2 separate regions of the Mus musculus genome follow, and region 2 is linked to region 1. Evidence: chromatin contacts called from public HiChIP or PLAC-seq data. All regions are on one chromosome and are shown on one strand. The core of a region is the stretch at or near the end of the contact, and the rest is flanking DNA. Distances in the headings are between cores, read along the strand shown.

Region 1 (6,336 bases), core at 2,106-4,605:
ATCTTTGAACTTCTGATCCTCCTGTTTCTTGATGTCCATGTCCACTTTGTGCGGGGCTTCATGATAGCTAAGAATCCTACCAACCATATCCCCAACCCCTCCGCTGTTTTCCTTGTGGGTAGCAACTTGAGAAGTTAGCTCTACCCACAGCAGTGAGACCATCCACAGCCCCAGACTCCTCTCTCCACCTTTGTGTCTTGCAGCCCCTACCCACATTTGGAATCTCTGAACGTAGATACTTTGTTCCCAAACTCCTCCTGGTCAAAGCAGACAGGAAAGAAAGAAGGTATGGGCCCAGAGCTTCCCCTTGCTGGCCTGTTCTCTCTGCTGGCATGAGGCCAGATCCCTGCTGCAATGGCCCACCAAGCACAGAGCCTCCATCACCTCCTAAGTCGGGGAACGGTGCTCCAGAGAGGAATGAGCTTTTTCCTGCCAAATGTGTGTGGAGGGTGAATCTTGTACTCACAGACACTCCCAAAGATGCTCAGACCTCCCCCCACCCCCGCCCCACATCATCTGACCACTTCACTCCCTCCTATAAGGCCCCCAGAGACTCTCAATTGCTTCCAGGATTCAGTCCAAGCTGCAGGTCTGGCCCTCAGCTTCCTTGCCTCTCAATTTGGTCCCAGCTATGTCTCTGGCGCTATCTCCCTCCACCACTGTCTAACTATCCATTCACCCTGGAGTCCAACTCATGCATTGTCTAAAGGCTGCTTTCCAGCTTCTCAGAGTTGCCAAAAAATGCCTCCCTCCAATGGCAGCCTGTCTCTCATTAATGGATGCCATCAGGACCGCATTACGGAAGATGCTGACGCAGGCAGCGCCCAGCTGGTTCAAGCACAGGGCCTCTCCCTGGGGGCTCGCACTGCCCCTGGGACTGCACCTGGACAAATCTCATGCAGATTGATTTCCAGCTCTCCATGGGAGCAGCTGCAGATCCCTCCCACCTCGCAGGAGCTGTGGAGCAGAGGCAGTTGTATTAGGACACATCACAGCATCTTGCTGCCAAAGTGACAGCTACAATTACGCTTCGGCCGACAGCTGGAGATGAGAGGATGTACATGCAGCCCGGGCCTCACGAGCGTCCGTGAATCAGCAGTTCGTGCTGTGTACCCAGCTAGAGGTGGGGTGGACTTCTCCTGCCACTCTGCAGGTCCTCTGCTGCCTGCTGTTGTGTTGCCTACAGAACTCAGGGAGCCCCTGGAAGCCTCGTGGGAACAGTAGAAGCTACCCAGGTCCCAGGGGAACAGAAGAGTCAGGTTGCCAGCCCCAGATAAGAGAACGGCCCTGAGGGACTTGGTTCCTATGCAAAGCCAAGGACATACCAAGAAAGGGCCAGTATGTCGGATAGCCTGGCATAGAGCTCAGGTCTCTGCTGAAGCCTTAGGATTTCATCATGACAAAGCCTGACCCTGTGCTAGACAATCCCAGCTCACAAATGTTAATGTATGTGTCTCTGTGTGGATGTCTGTATGAGTGTGTGTGTGTATGTGTTTATGTGTGTGTGTGTGTGTGTGCGCGTGTGTGCGTGTGTGCGTGCGCGTGCGCACAGGACACACAGGACAGCATCAGGTACCTTATTTGATCATTCTCTAGCTTGAGACTGGCTCTCCCACTGAACCTGTAGCTTATTCTTTTCAGTAATACCAACAGCCAGCAGGTCCCATAAACCTCTCCCTCCCTCCCTTCCTCCCTCCCTCCCCCCCCCTCGCCTCATAGCTCTGGGTTACAGGCACATGCAATCACCCCAGTTTTTAATCGGGGTCCTGAGGATTCACACTCAGAGCCTCATGTCTGTATGGCCAGTGCTCTTCCCATGGGGCTGTCACACCAACCCCAGATGTTGCCTCGTTTTCTCTTTATCACACCCCCATACGATAGGTTTCCCATGGTTCCCAGTGTCTCCATGAAGAAACTGACAGAATCACATTAACTTGCCCAGTCTGGCCTTGAACTTGTGATCTTCCAACCTCAGCTTTCTGGGTAGTTGGAATAGAATGGGTTTTTTTTTTTTTTTTTTTTTTTCTAAAGAAAAGTTAGAGCTCAGCAATGGTGACGTCTTTAGTCATAATACTCAGGCAGGCAGGCAGGTCTCTGAGTCCAAAGCCAGCCAGCCTGGTTTACAAAACAAGTTCCAGGACAGCCAGAGATATACAGGAAAATTCTGTCTCAAATCACAAAAAAAAAAAAAAAAAGAAAAAAGAAAAGAAAGGAGGAGGAGAACAACAACAACAACAAGAGTGAAAAGGAAAAAAAAGAATTTACTTTCACCTTGTAGATACAATCAACAAAAATTATAAATACTCAAAAGTCTAGTTGTTCAAGTCTATTTTTTATTTTTTCTTTCTTTTTAATTTTTGGGTTTTTTTTTTGGGGGGGGGGGAGGGTTGCTTATTGTCCAGGCTGGCCTTGAATTCAGAGATCCTCCTGCCTGTGGAGGTCAGCAGTCACCTGGAACTGTGGATGGTTCTGAGCTGCCCTGTGGATTCTGGGAATTGAAATCAGACCGCCTGGGTGAACAGCGAGTGCTCTTAACTGCTGATCCATCTCTCTAACCCTCCAACTTTTCTTTGAAGCATGGTCTCACTCCAGCCCAGGTTGACCTGGAAAGCATGGTGCTTCTCTGGCTTCAGCCTCCAGAGAGCTGAACTCCACAAGTCCAGCCTTCCTTTCCTAGCTCTGGGGTGATCCATCTGCCTTCTGGGTTTGGTTTGTGACTCCTTATCCTGGTCCTTTGAATGCTATCTTGGCTGCAGGGGAAGGAGAGTCCTCCAAAGCAGCCTCACCTTGGATAAGAGAAGTAGTGAGAGGGGCTCCTGGAGAACATTGGCTTGGGAGGGAGATATCACCAAGGGCAGTAAACAACAGCTATTTCAGGTGACAGGCTCTGGGCTGTGGAACTGGAGAACATGTGTGCACATTCCACATTTACAGGGGTCTACAGAAGCTGCTCTGTAGTCTGTGTCACCTGAGGGGACAGCAGACAGGAGCCTTTCTGTCTGTTTTCCTTGCCTTGTCCTTCTCAGATGACCTCTTAATTTAGATCCAGGTTCTAGCCCCAGCCTTAGGAGGGGATGGGGCTGAGGTCAGCAGAGCCATCCCAGTACTGTCTGCAGAGGCTGACACAGGCAGCCTAGGTTGTAGCAGGCTTGCAACCATTCTCAGAACTCCCGATGGGTGTGAAAGAATGGGGGTGGGGGTGGGGGCAGCTGGAGAAGCAGGAGCCTGTTTGTATTTCAACTGGCGGCTGCCCATGAATCACCAATTTCATTTTGTGCTCTCAGCCTGCTAAGGCATCATTTCCACCCAGCCTCACATGGAGCTGGCGGCCAGAGCCTCTTAGTGGGGCTATAAATAGCAGATCATCAACTCACCTCTTCTGAGCTCATCGTAGGCTCCGTTTACTGTGCGTCTTCCAGCTGCCTGCATGTCACCTGTCACTCAGATTTCCCAGGTGAAGCTTGGCCGAGAGACTCGGGGGCATGCTCAGGGTGTGGGAGGCAGGGTTTGGGTTCAGGGTGACAGCAAGGGCAAAGTCAGACTTCTGAAGAGCTTGGCATTTAAAACGTCATAATTATAATTCCAGGTCTGTGTGCTTCTCACCAATTACATGCAGCAGCAAGGGATTGTCATTTCTCTTCAAGTCCTAGAAATCAAAGGCAGAGGAGTCACCAAACTTACACCTAGGGAAAGCTGCACAGGTGGAGAACAAGTGAAAGGGTTGGTGCTTTCTGCTTTCCTGAGACTTGTCTCCTAGTGCTGAACAACATAGACATGGATCTCTGGCTTCTGCCATGACACATTTCTCAGAATTACGCCTAGCACTCCCATGTAGGATGCTCGATGGGTCAGGCACAGTGCCCAGCCTCCAGTGTGGCATTGCATGGTATCCTCGCAAAAGCCAGATGAAGCTAACAGCTTGGAGACTTTGCATTGTGTGGGGAGGAGTCTGCTGTTGGTACAGGTGACTCGCTCGCTCACACACAGACAAGCATTGCAATCCAGCTGCTGCACTGCAGAGTGTGAGCTGTGAGCCTCCACCCTCACTACCTCCTGGGGATGAGGACTGTGTGTAAGGAACTCCAGAGAGCCGAACTATAGGCTCCTTTTTCAGCTCTAGACACTCTTGACAATGAGTGGGAAAGGTGCCCACAGATTCGAGGTCCCCTTTGTCACCCTCCTCAATGTCTCTCCCCATCATCTTATCCCACATATGATTTTCTCCTACCTCCTCGCACAGGAAAGGCACCCGTTTTCCCTTCCAGAGTCAGTCCCTGTATTTGAAATGAGATGTTTCAAAAATGCAGATTCCTAGTCTCACCTCCAGACCACCTGTAAGAAAATCTCAAAGGAGCACCAGGCAGATGTGGTGGTATGCACCTCGGGAGACACAGACAGAGCTCTATTAGTTAGGACTAACCTGGTCTGCATGAGTTAGAGACCACAAAGCAAGTTCCAGGTCAGCCAAGGCAACATTGTGAGACCTTGTCTCAAACGTGTGAGTGTGTGTGTGTGTGTGTGCATGTACTGACATCAGGGCACACATTAGTGCATGCAGGTGCACATGCATGTGTGTACCTGTGTGTGTGGGGGGGTGTCATTCTTAGGAACCACCCACCTTGTGTTTTTGTGATAGCTTCTCTCTCTGGGTCCGCTGGTTAGGCCAGGAGCCCCAGGGATCCTCTTAACTCTACCTCCCTACGCTTTATAAGCATCCACCAACCAACACACCTGGCTTTTCTCACATGGATATTAGAAATCAGACTCCCCAGGGCTCCCCATGCTTGCTCTCAGCAAACACTTTGCCAGCTGAGCTACCTCTCCCCTGCCCCATGATCTGGATCTTTAAAAGCCCCGTGAGCATCTGGTGGTGGTGGTGCATACCTTTAATCCTAGGTAGAAGCAGTCAGATCTCTGAGTTCAAGGCCAGCCTAGTCTACAGAGCAAGTTCCATGACAGCCAGAGTTCCATGGAACCCCGTCTCAGAAACAAAACAAAACGACAAAAAAAGTAGCCCTGTGAACTGCCTAGTTAGGGAGCCCCTTTATCTAATTGCCCCACCCAATTCAGTCTCGGCCATCTGAACCCAGCATCTGGCCCAGGAGAACTTTCTTGAAGCACAGACTGCTTTGTCAAAAGCCTTGGGTCACTCGCTGTTGCCTGCAGGAAACTGAAGCCATTGTTGTAGCCTTGACATTGGCTTCGCTTGCTCTCCAGCAAGTGCCCTGAGCTGGGCTCTGCATGTTGGCCTCCTTTCCCAGTGCTCCTCTCCCTCCTCTTCTTCTCTAGGCTCCAAACTGCAGTAGACACCATGGCACACAAGGCAACGGTGTTCCTGAAACTCTGAGCCCTCAGCACAAGGTGTAAGGAACAACTGATGAAACGCCCTTGTGCTGAGCACAGCGTGCCTGGGATGATGTCATCGCTGGGGAGCCTGAGGTAGAAAGACTTGGAATTCCAGGCCAGTATGGCCTACCTACACGTACAGAGAGTTCAAAGTCAACCTAGCTGAAGAACAAGACCCCGTCAAAAATAGAAAAAAAAAAGTTCTATATAATTCTAGAGTCAAGTGACCAAAGGGACTCCGGTGGCAGACAAGGCATGGGAGCAGGGACCTGGAAGGGACTCTACAGGACCTGGGTCTTCTCCTTACTCCCATCCCCAAGCCCTTCTCAAGGTTTCTGTTCCTCCTCTTCCCAGGTGGAAGCCGCTGTTGGGCTTTGTTGCTGTTGTCCAGAAGGCCGTGTGCTTTACTAATGCTGTCAGTAATGCCGTGAGTGTCTGCACTCTGCCCAGAAGAAAACATCTGCTCGGATGAATCAGAGGAAAGCTTTGCTACAGGATAGATGTGGTGGTGTGAGCACTTAATCCCAGCACTCAGGATGGGTGTGGTGGTGTGAGCATTTAATCCTAGCACTCAGGAAGCAGAGGCAGGTGGATCTCTGTGAGATTGAGGCCAGCCTGGTCTACAGAGTGAGTTCCAGGACAGTGGGCTACATAGTGAGACTCTCCTGGGGGGGGGAGAGAGAGAGAGAGGGAGGGGGAGGGGGAGGGGAGGGGGGAGGGGGAGGGAGAGGGAGAGGGAGAGGGAGAGGGAGAGGGAAAGGGAGAGGGAAAGGAGAGAAGAGAAAAGAAGAGCTTTGCTGACTGTAAGGAGAGTTATTGCCCAGCAGGGCCTGGCAATGATGGCCTTGATGTGAGTGCAAACTGAGGTTGAAGAAGTTCTGGCTGAGAAGCAGGGATATGGCTCAGCGGGTCCTCAGCATGAAGCCCAGGGCTGCATTCCCAGCACCTCATAAACTAGGCAGCGGTTCAGGTCTGTAATCCTGATACTCT
Region 2 (6,856 bases), core at 3,185-5,684, 320 kb after region 1:
GGAGGGCACAATGGCCGGGTGAGGGATGGCTGCTGGGTGTCCAGGTACACCAGATCCCAGCATCAAGGATGGGTGGGTGAACCTGAAAGCAGGATGAGAGCAACACTAAACCAGAAATTTGGGCTAGACTTTGAACACACATGGAGATCCCTGCACAGAGGACACAGCTGACAGATACTTTATACTCATTGGTCTGGACACAGGTACACACATATGTATGCACGGACACTGCAGAAGACTCGCATGTGTTACTCAGATGGTTATTAATCCTGCCCCTATGAACAAGCTTGGAGCTTCATAAGCTACCCATGGACCTGTTTGCTCTCCACAGCAGTCCTCCATGCTCCCCTCTCACAACAGACTGACTTTTAAAAGACTGCTTCTGGCTCACCCCAGCTCAAGTTCTCCTGCTATACACAATGGAATAAAACTCAGCCTGCTTCCTGCACCCCTACTACATTCCTCCCCAATTTCCTACTTCCCTGTCACAATCATCTCCCCATCCCCCAGCCAGCTCCAGCTTCTCGGTTTACCTTTTTCAGGAGTCGCTACCCACAATCCTCTCTGACCCATCATGCCTATTGGAGTCTCCTTAAGGCTTGTCTTTAGCCCAGCTGACCCATTCTGCTGCTGTTCCTGTATCTCTAACTCCTAATCATGACATGTCTAGTGCTATGTCTGTCACTAATGAGCTAAAGGAAGGGGCACATATATACATCCTCACCCCCAACCCCTCTTCCCTGCGAGTGTGTGGAGACTACTCTGTCCTTTGCTGCTTGCAGAGATCTAAGAATCCTGAGCAGGCATGCCCTAGGAGACAGCACTATCTAAAAGGTACTGCCTTGGCTTGGGCAGAGCTCAAAGGATGCCCTAGCAAGGGTGAGCAGTAGAGCTGAATTAACCACATACACATTGCTGTCTTGGCTGCTCTGGGATGCTCTGCCCAGTGTCTTAGGCTGAGACTTCTAGTTGAATCCTCAGGCACAGAACAGCATGGGACTCCAAAGTTACAGACAGACAGATGGACAGACAACTAACACAGGGTAAGCACTGTCCTGAACACAGCCCTGTGTGGGCATTGAAGCCTGGGCAACAGGAAGCAGGAGCCTGGCTGCAGGGATGGGGACTCACCTGGGATAGGGGGCGCCAGGGGCTGCAGTGGGGGCAGGGAAGTGCTGTCTATATCCGCAGGAAGGGGACAGGGGGTAGAGAGGAGGACTGGGCCTGTGGTTGGGAGAGACAGCTGTTAGCCGTCTGACTGCTAGCCAGACATGAGGAAGGACGTCTGCACCTTGTGTGGTGGGACTCGGACATAGTGCTGCATGCACCTGGCAGCCTTCTCTCAGAAGTGAGATCTGTATGCTTTCTACTGCACTGCCTGGATTGCTCTTCGGTCCCAATTGCTCCAGCTCTTAAGTTTTACCATTTTCTAATGTGCATGAATGTTTGGCCTGCATGTACGTCTGTGCACCACATGCATGTCTGGTATCCAGGAGCTCCGAAGAAGGGACTGACTCCACCACATGGGTGCTAGGAACCAAACCCTAGGTCCTCTAGAAGAACAGCCAGTTCTCTTTAACTGCTGAGCCATCTCTTCACAGCCCCTACTTCAACTCAAAAGCCCAGGGGACCCAAGTAGATGAGGTGTCTCTCTGGGCTCCTACAGTTCCAAACCAAGACAGTGTTAACAGTGCATCCTAACTCCTGGCTTCTTGCCTGTTTGTCCACTGGGTAGACTTTGCTTTGAAAGAGCAGAGATCTAAAGTCACAATCAGCTCCAGCAGAGTTTCTCTGGCACACACATTCCTTGCCAGCACATACAGGGCTCGCTCAGTGCAGAGTGAGAATGCTCCACGTCTCACCTGGCAGCAGCTAAGAGCATAGAGCTACCTTTCTCTGGGGGCTCAGTTGGCTCGGATTTCCTGGTCTTTGGAGCTGCAGGCCTAAGGCCTAATAGGCTGTCCAAACAGTTGCCTGTTCAGAGCACTGGCCTGGCACCATTAGGCTGAACGCTGAGTCCCACCTTGCTACTGGGATAGGCTGACTTGTACTCAGAACAGAACTCTTGTCCCAAACATTCTGGAAGGTGCTTGCTTCGGCAGCACATGTACAATCTGGAAATGGAGGAGTGTGCTGATCATGGATAAGAAGCAGGTAGAACAGGGCAGGTAGGCCCAGGCTGAAGGTCTGCCCTTCACTGCCTTCTTGGGAAGACCGTCTTTCCTGCTGCTGGTTAGAGACCTGCTCAGGACACACTGTGGCCAGTGAGCAAAAGGCAGGCCAGTGGCCTGTTGAGACCCAATTCCAGCTGAGAACAGACTCTGGCCAATAGGCCTGGTCCAGCCTTAGTAGACCCTTCCAGTAGGTTGGTCACAAGTATGGCTCAAGCAAGCACCAGAGACCAGGAAGGACCATTCTTCATAGAGCTCCACCAAGGCTGGGACGGACTGGCAACACACAGGACACCAGGGAGTTACCTGCCTGCCTAGCAGGCAGCTGTGAGCAGCAGGAGCCTCTCCGTTGGTGGTGGTTTACACTCCCACCCTGCACAGGTCCAGCTGAGCCTCCTCACCTGGAGAATTAACTGCATAGGGCTGAGACCAGCAGCCAGCATTCCTACCTCCCTAAAGGAAGTATGTCAAGCTCCCAGGGGAATGCTCACAGTCGCAAGGATCGCTGGCTAGCTCAGAGCTAGGTAAGGCAAAAGCTGCTGGCCACAGAGCTGGCAGCTCGGGTCTCAACGAGCTGGGTAGAGGAGGAGCACGGAAGGGCAGGTACAGTGCCCCTTTTTCTCTGGGCCCACACTTACCAGCTCACAGTATGGGGGAGCTGTCCCATGCTGCCTGAGGTCAGAGAATAAAATCCAGAGAGATCGGGGGTCTGCAGCGGCCTGTGAACTCCTGTAGTGGAAAGGGGCAAAGTAAGCACGTTACCCTGACCTGGGTGGGAGGTTGGAATAGTGACTATCTGCACCTTCTATAGAGGCCTCTAATGTCCCCCGCTTCCTTTTACTAGAGGCCCAGATATCAGCTGGTTTGTTTAGAACCACCCTAGGGTAGAAACAATGCCCTTCTGACAAACAAAGAAAGCAAGGACAGAGGTGCTGAGTGACTTGCCTTAGGACACTGCCTGGACAGAGGCAAAGCTTCGGAAGGAAGGACTGAGCGGTCAAGCCTCACTGGCTCCTGATGCACTGCTGTTCGGCCTCGGGAGCCTCTGCTTAGGACTCTTGCCTGGCTCTTTGGGTAGAAGGCAGCCCCTAGCCTAGAAGAACCTGACCTGAGGAGGCAGGGTTCCACCCAGCCCCAGGGTTGAGTCAGCAGGTTTCCCACAGCTGATAATGGTGGATTTCAGAATGACTTTGGCTGAGGCTGAGGTGAATCAGCCATCACCACCACCACTTTCCATTTTCTCACTAGGGGGAAAGGCCATGAGGTTTACAGCTGCAGCAGTGCAGAGCCAGCAGCCTCACGTTCTGATTGGTTCTTCCTCCTCTGCCCTCAGGCTTGTGCCTTTCTGACTTTTTAAAAAAACCCTCCAGGGCAGGATCTTGTTTTGTAGCCCAGGCTTGTCTGGAACTCTTGTGTAGCCCAGGCTGGCTTCAAACTTCCAATCCTCTTGGCTCTGCCTTCTCCACCTGGTACCTTTCTGACCTTTTCCTTGGGCACTGGGTTTGCAAAGTCCCAGCTTTGTCTGTTATAAAATGCAGGCCAGCCTATGTGGCTTCAGAAGCCAGGAGCTTGGACCCTAAGTTCCCACCTCAATGGCATTCTCCCATCCTTGGCCCATACCTTGCTTCTGGCTGATGTCCGCTGGTGCAGGGGTGGGGTGTGGACTGCTGAAATGTTCGTAGAGTGGAGAAAGCTGGGGGACGCCATGTGGAGGCTGGCCGGGCTTGTTATGCTGGAAAATGACCAGAAGTCTGGTGAACATGGAGTGTTCTGGGGCAGGGGGATGCAAAGGTAGGGGCATGCAGAACTTCAGGAAGCTCTGTGGTCATCCTAGCAGCCAAACATCACAAGCTTATGGGAAGAGGGCACTCTATACTCCTCGTGTCCTGTGGCACTGTTTTCCTGCCTCCCAATCTTGCAGATTGACTATGCAGTCCCACTGGGTGTCTCTCCTGTCTGGAAGCCCTCCCTCACCTCCTTTCTAGGAAGCCCAATGGCTGTCTGCAGCCTTTTCCTTCCACAGCTCCCAGACTGTCCCACCTGAGCTCCCACAGCATGTGTGGCTCGGAGCAGGAACCTTCTTTGACCCCTGACTTGGGTGAGGTCAGGAGGTACCTGGCTCCCTCCAGGGACAGTCTGTCCAGATATCATTCTTCTGGTTTCCTTAGCACTGCAAGACTCTTACTTTTCACAGTCAAATGGTTCTATGTCAAGAGATGACTCAGCAGGCCGAGAGAGCTCCCAGCTCAGCCACAAGGAGTCGCTGCCAGGCCTGGTGTGCATGCCCTTGCAGGCCAGAGGTCTGTGGATATCTACAACAGGGGCTCAGCTTCCACCCAGACAAACTTGTCTGTTGAAACGCTGTTGGCTGAGAGCACACAGGACTGAGTGACTGCTCACCACGGCAAAAAGGGAAGAAATGAGACATCTTGGAACAAGACAGTAAAGAGGACGCCTAGGAGAAATAAAGCAGACGAGTTGGCTGCAGGCATTTCGCGGAACAACCCTCAGATTGCGGGTGTCTTCTGGAAGGCAATGGCCTAGCACAGATCCAGGCTACTGCGGCTCCGGGGTAAAGCCAGAGGGAGAGCTGGGTGGGCATGAGGCCTCTAGCTGGGCACAGCTCTAGTAGACCACAGACATCCCGGCCTACCATCGTTCCCTGCATTCCTACCTCCAGCAGGCAGCTGCACCTTCCCCTCAAGTCTTGGGCTATCTCAGGCCACCACGTCTTAAATAACAAGAGTTGACGTCTGAAGCTGGACATGTTGGTGCTCCCCTTAAATCCCAGGCTCAGGAGGCAGAGGCAAGTGCATCTCTGAATTCAAGGCCAGCTTGGTCTGCATAGTTCCAAGCCAGCAGCATCCAGAGCTACATAGTATGTCTGTCCACTATGGGAGGAGAGACTAACTGTGAGATGCATGGACACATGTCAGGCACATGCCACTAGTGCACAAACAGGCTGTTGTCTCTCTGTCTGTGATCTGTCTCCCACCTACCACCTCATGACTCTTCCCTCCACAGAACCCTTAGTAGGTCCAGCCTCGTTCAGTGACTCCAGATCTCAGCTCTCAGTCTCCCCTCGGCCTAGCCTGTCTCTTGCCCCAAAAAGACCTGTTAGCATCCTCAATGACTTCCAAAATGCCAAGGTCAGTCACCATGTCCCCAACCCTGTGCTCTCGTAAGAAACGGATTCCTCCTCTCTTCCTTGAAACCAGGTTCCGTCACATGACTTTCAGAATACCCAATTGCTTCACTTCCCTCCAGCCTTAGAGGCCACTCTTCCTTTAGTCCTGGAGTCGATTCTCCCATCCACATGGGTACAGCTGTAACATCTTCAGGCTGGAGGCTGGTTATACGCACATGTCAGCCTGTAACTAGAGCTGCAGGAAATGTGACAGCCTCCACAACACACACACACACACACACACACACACACAATTACAAATACAATCTGAACAAGAAAGAGAACAGTATCTATCTCCTGACCCCACACTCTCTTTTCTTTTTTTCTGAGACTGCTGCTTTCTATGTAACCCTGGCTGTCCTGAAAGTCACTCTGTAGATCAAAATCAGGTGAGCCTCCAACAGAGATCTGCCTGTTTCTGCCCCTTGAGTGCCAGAATTAAAGGTGTGTATTACATATTACAATGCTTACCTGACACCACATTTTGCCAGGAACTCTACTCTCCAAATACCTACTCAACTCCAGGCCTAAAATGTCTCCAAGCTGGACACTCACATAAGTGTTCTACTACTGAGCTGTATCCTTCCTCAAATCACAGCCTTCGACTCTGCGGTGTGCTGTGGACTTCCTCAGTTACCGGCAGCTCCATTCTTCCATTAATTGAACGACAGTTCAGAGCAGACAACATTCAAGTGGTTCCTGACATTGACGCCATGTCCAGTTTCTCAGCGGATTCTAATGGTCCGCCTTCAAAGTCTAAACTCTAACCACTTCCTATCTCCTTCTCAACCAGGCTGAGCCACCACTCTCACCTGGAGCACTGAGCCATTTTAGAGCAGAGAGCTGCATTCTAGCCAGGTTCCAGCAGACACAGAGATCACACCACTGCTTAAAGCCACCCTGGCTGTCTCCTTACCTGGTGAGAGCTGTGTGACCACCCCCAGCTCCCTAGCGACAGCATCACCTACAGTGTCCAGGAGTCCCACTGGTTAAGTTTTGAGGTATACGATGGTGTGAAGGGAGCCTGGAAGCTCCAGGCGTGCTGACCATTTCCTGGTCCTGGCACGCCAAGATCCTGGGCAGCCTCTCTCAACTCCTGGGATCGAGTGACAACCTGCCCACCTATCAGTCTTTTGTTTGTTTGTTTTTCAAGACAGGGTCTCTCTGTATAGTCCTGGCTGTCCTGAAACTCACTCTGTAAGACCAGGCTGGCCTTGAACTCAGAAATCCGCCTGCCTCTGCCTAGTGCTGGGACTAAAGGCGTGAACCACCACCGCCTGGCTCCCACCTATCAGTCTTAAACCAAGCTTTGTCCTAATTTTGAGGAGCACCTGCTAAGGCCCTTTATGACAGGAAGCTTCCTGACAATCTTTAAGGTCTTTTTCATCCTCACAGATTCCAAGACAGTGGCAGGTAGCAAGCAGCCTGGTGGCAACTCGGACCTCACCGCACTGCACCCCTCATACTGCCTAAAGCCCCCAAGCCCAGCTTTGCCTCC

The links. HiChIP or PLAC-seq counts read pairs in DNA pulled down with a chosen protein or histone mark.
Region 2: a contact with region 1 is called in a FOXA1 HiChIP or PLAC-seq map of pancreatic cancer cells. The contact joins two enhancer-like sites. A contact is called at or near these places in 1 of 115 datasets of contacts at active chromatin or transcription factors (pancreatic cancer cells) and 1 of 9 other capture datasets (pancreatic islet).

What each region holds. Positions count from the first base shown.
Region 1 is chr11:51,942,421-51,948,756 of GRCm38.p6, forward strand. No RefSeq gene overlaps it. Among named protein-coding and RNA genes, the nearest start is that of Gm26061, 19 kb to the right of the region's middle. Within about 2 kb of position 3,356, at least 66 of the 459 cell types and tissues checked have an H3K27ac peak or open chromatin away from gene starts, as enhancers often do. A contact at or near this core is called in pancreatic cancer cells, where this site is marked.
Region 2 is chr11:52,257,722-52,264,577 of GRCm38.p6, forward strand. Tcf7 (transcription factor 7, T cell specific) reads right to left here. Exons shown (of 11, transcript NM_001313981.1): 4 at 3,792-3,903; 5 at 2,810-2,900; 6 at 1,132-1,224; 7 at 1-82. Among named protein-coding and RNA genes, the nearest start is that of Tcf7, 22 kb to the right of the region's middle. Within about 2 kb of position 4,435, at least 60 of the 459 cell types and tissues checked have an H3K27ac peak or open chromatin away from gene starts, as enhancers often do. A contact at or near this core is called in pancreatic cancer cells, where this site is marked.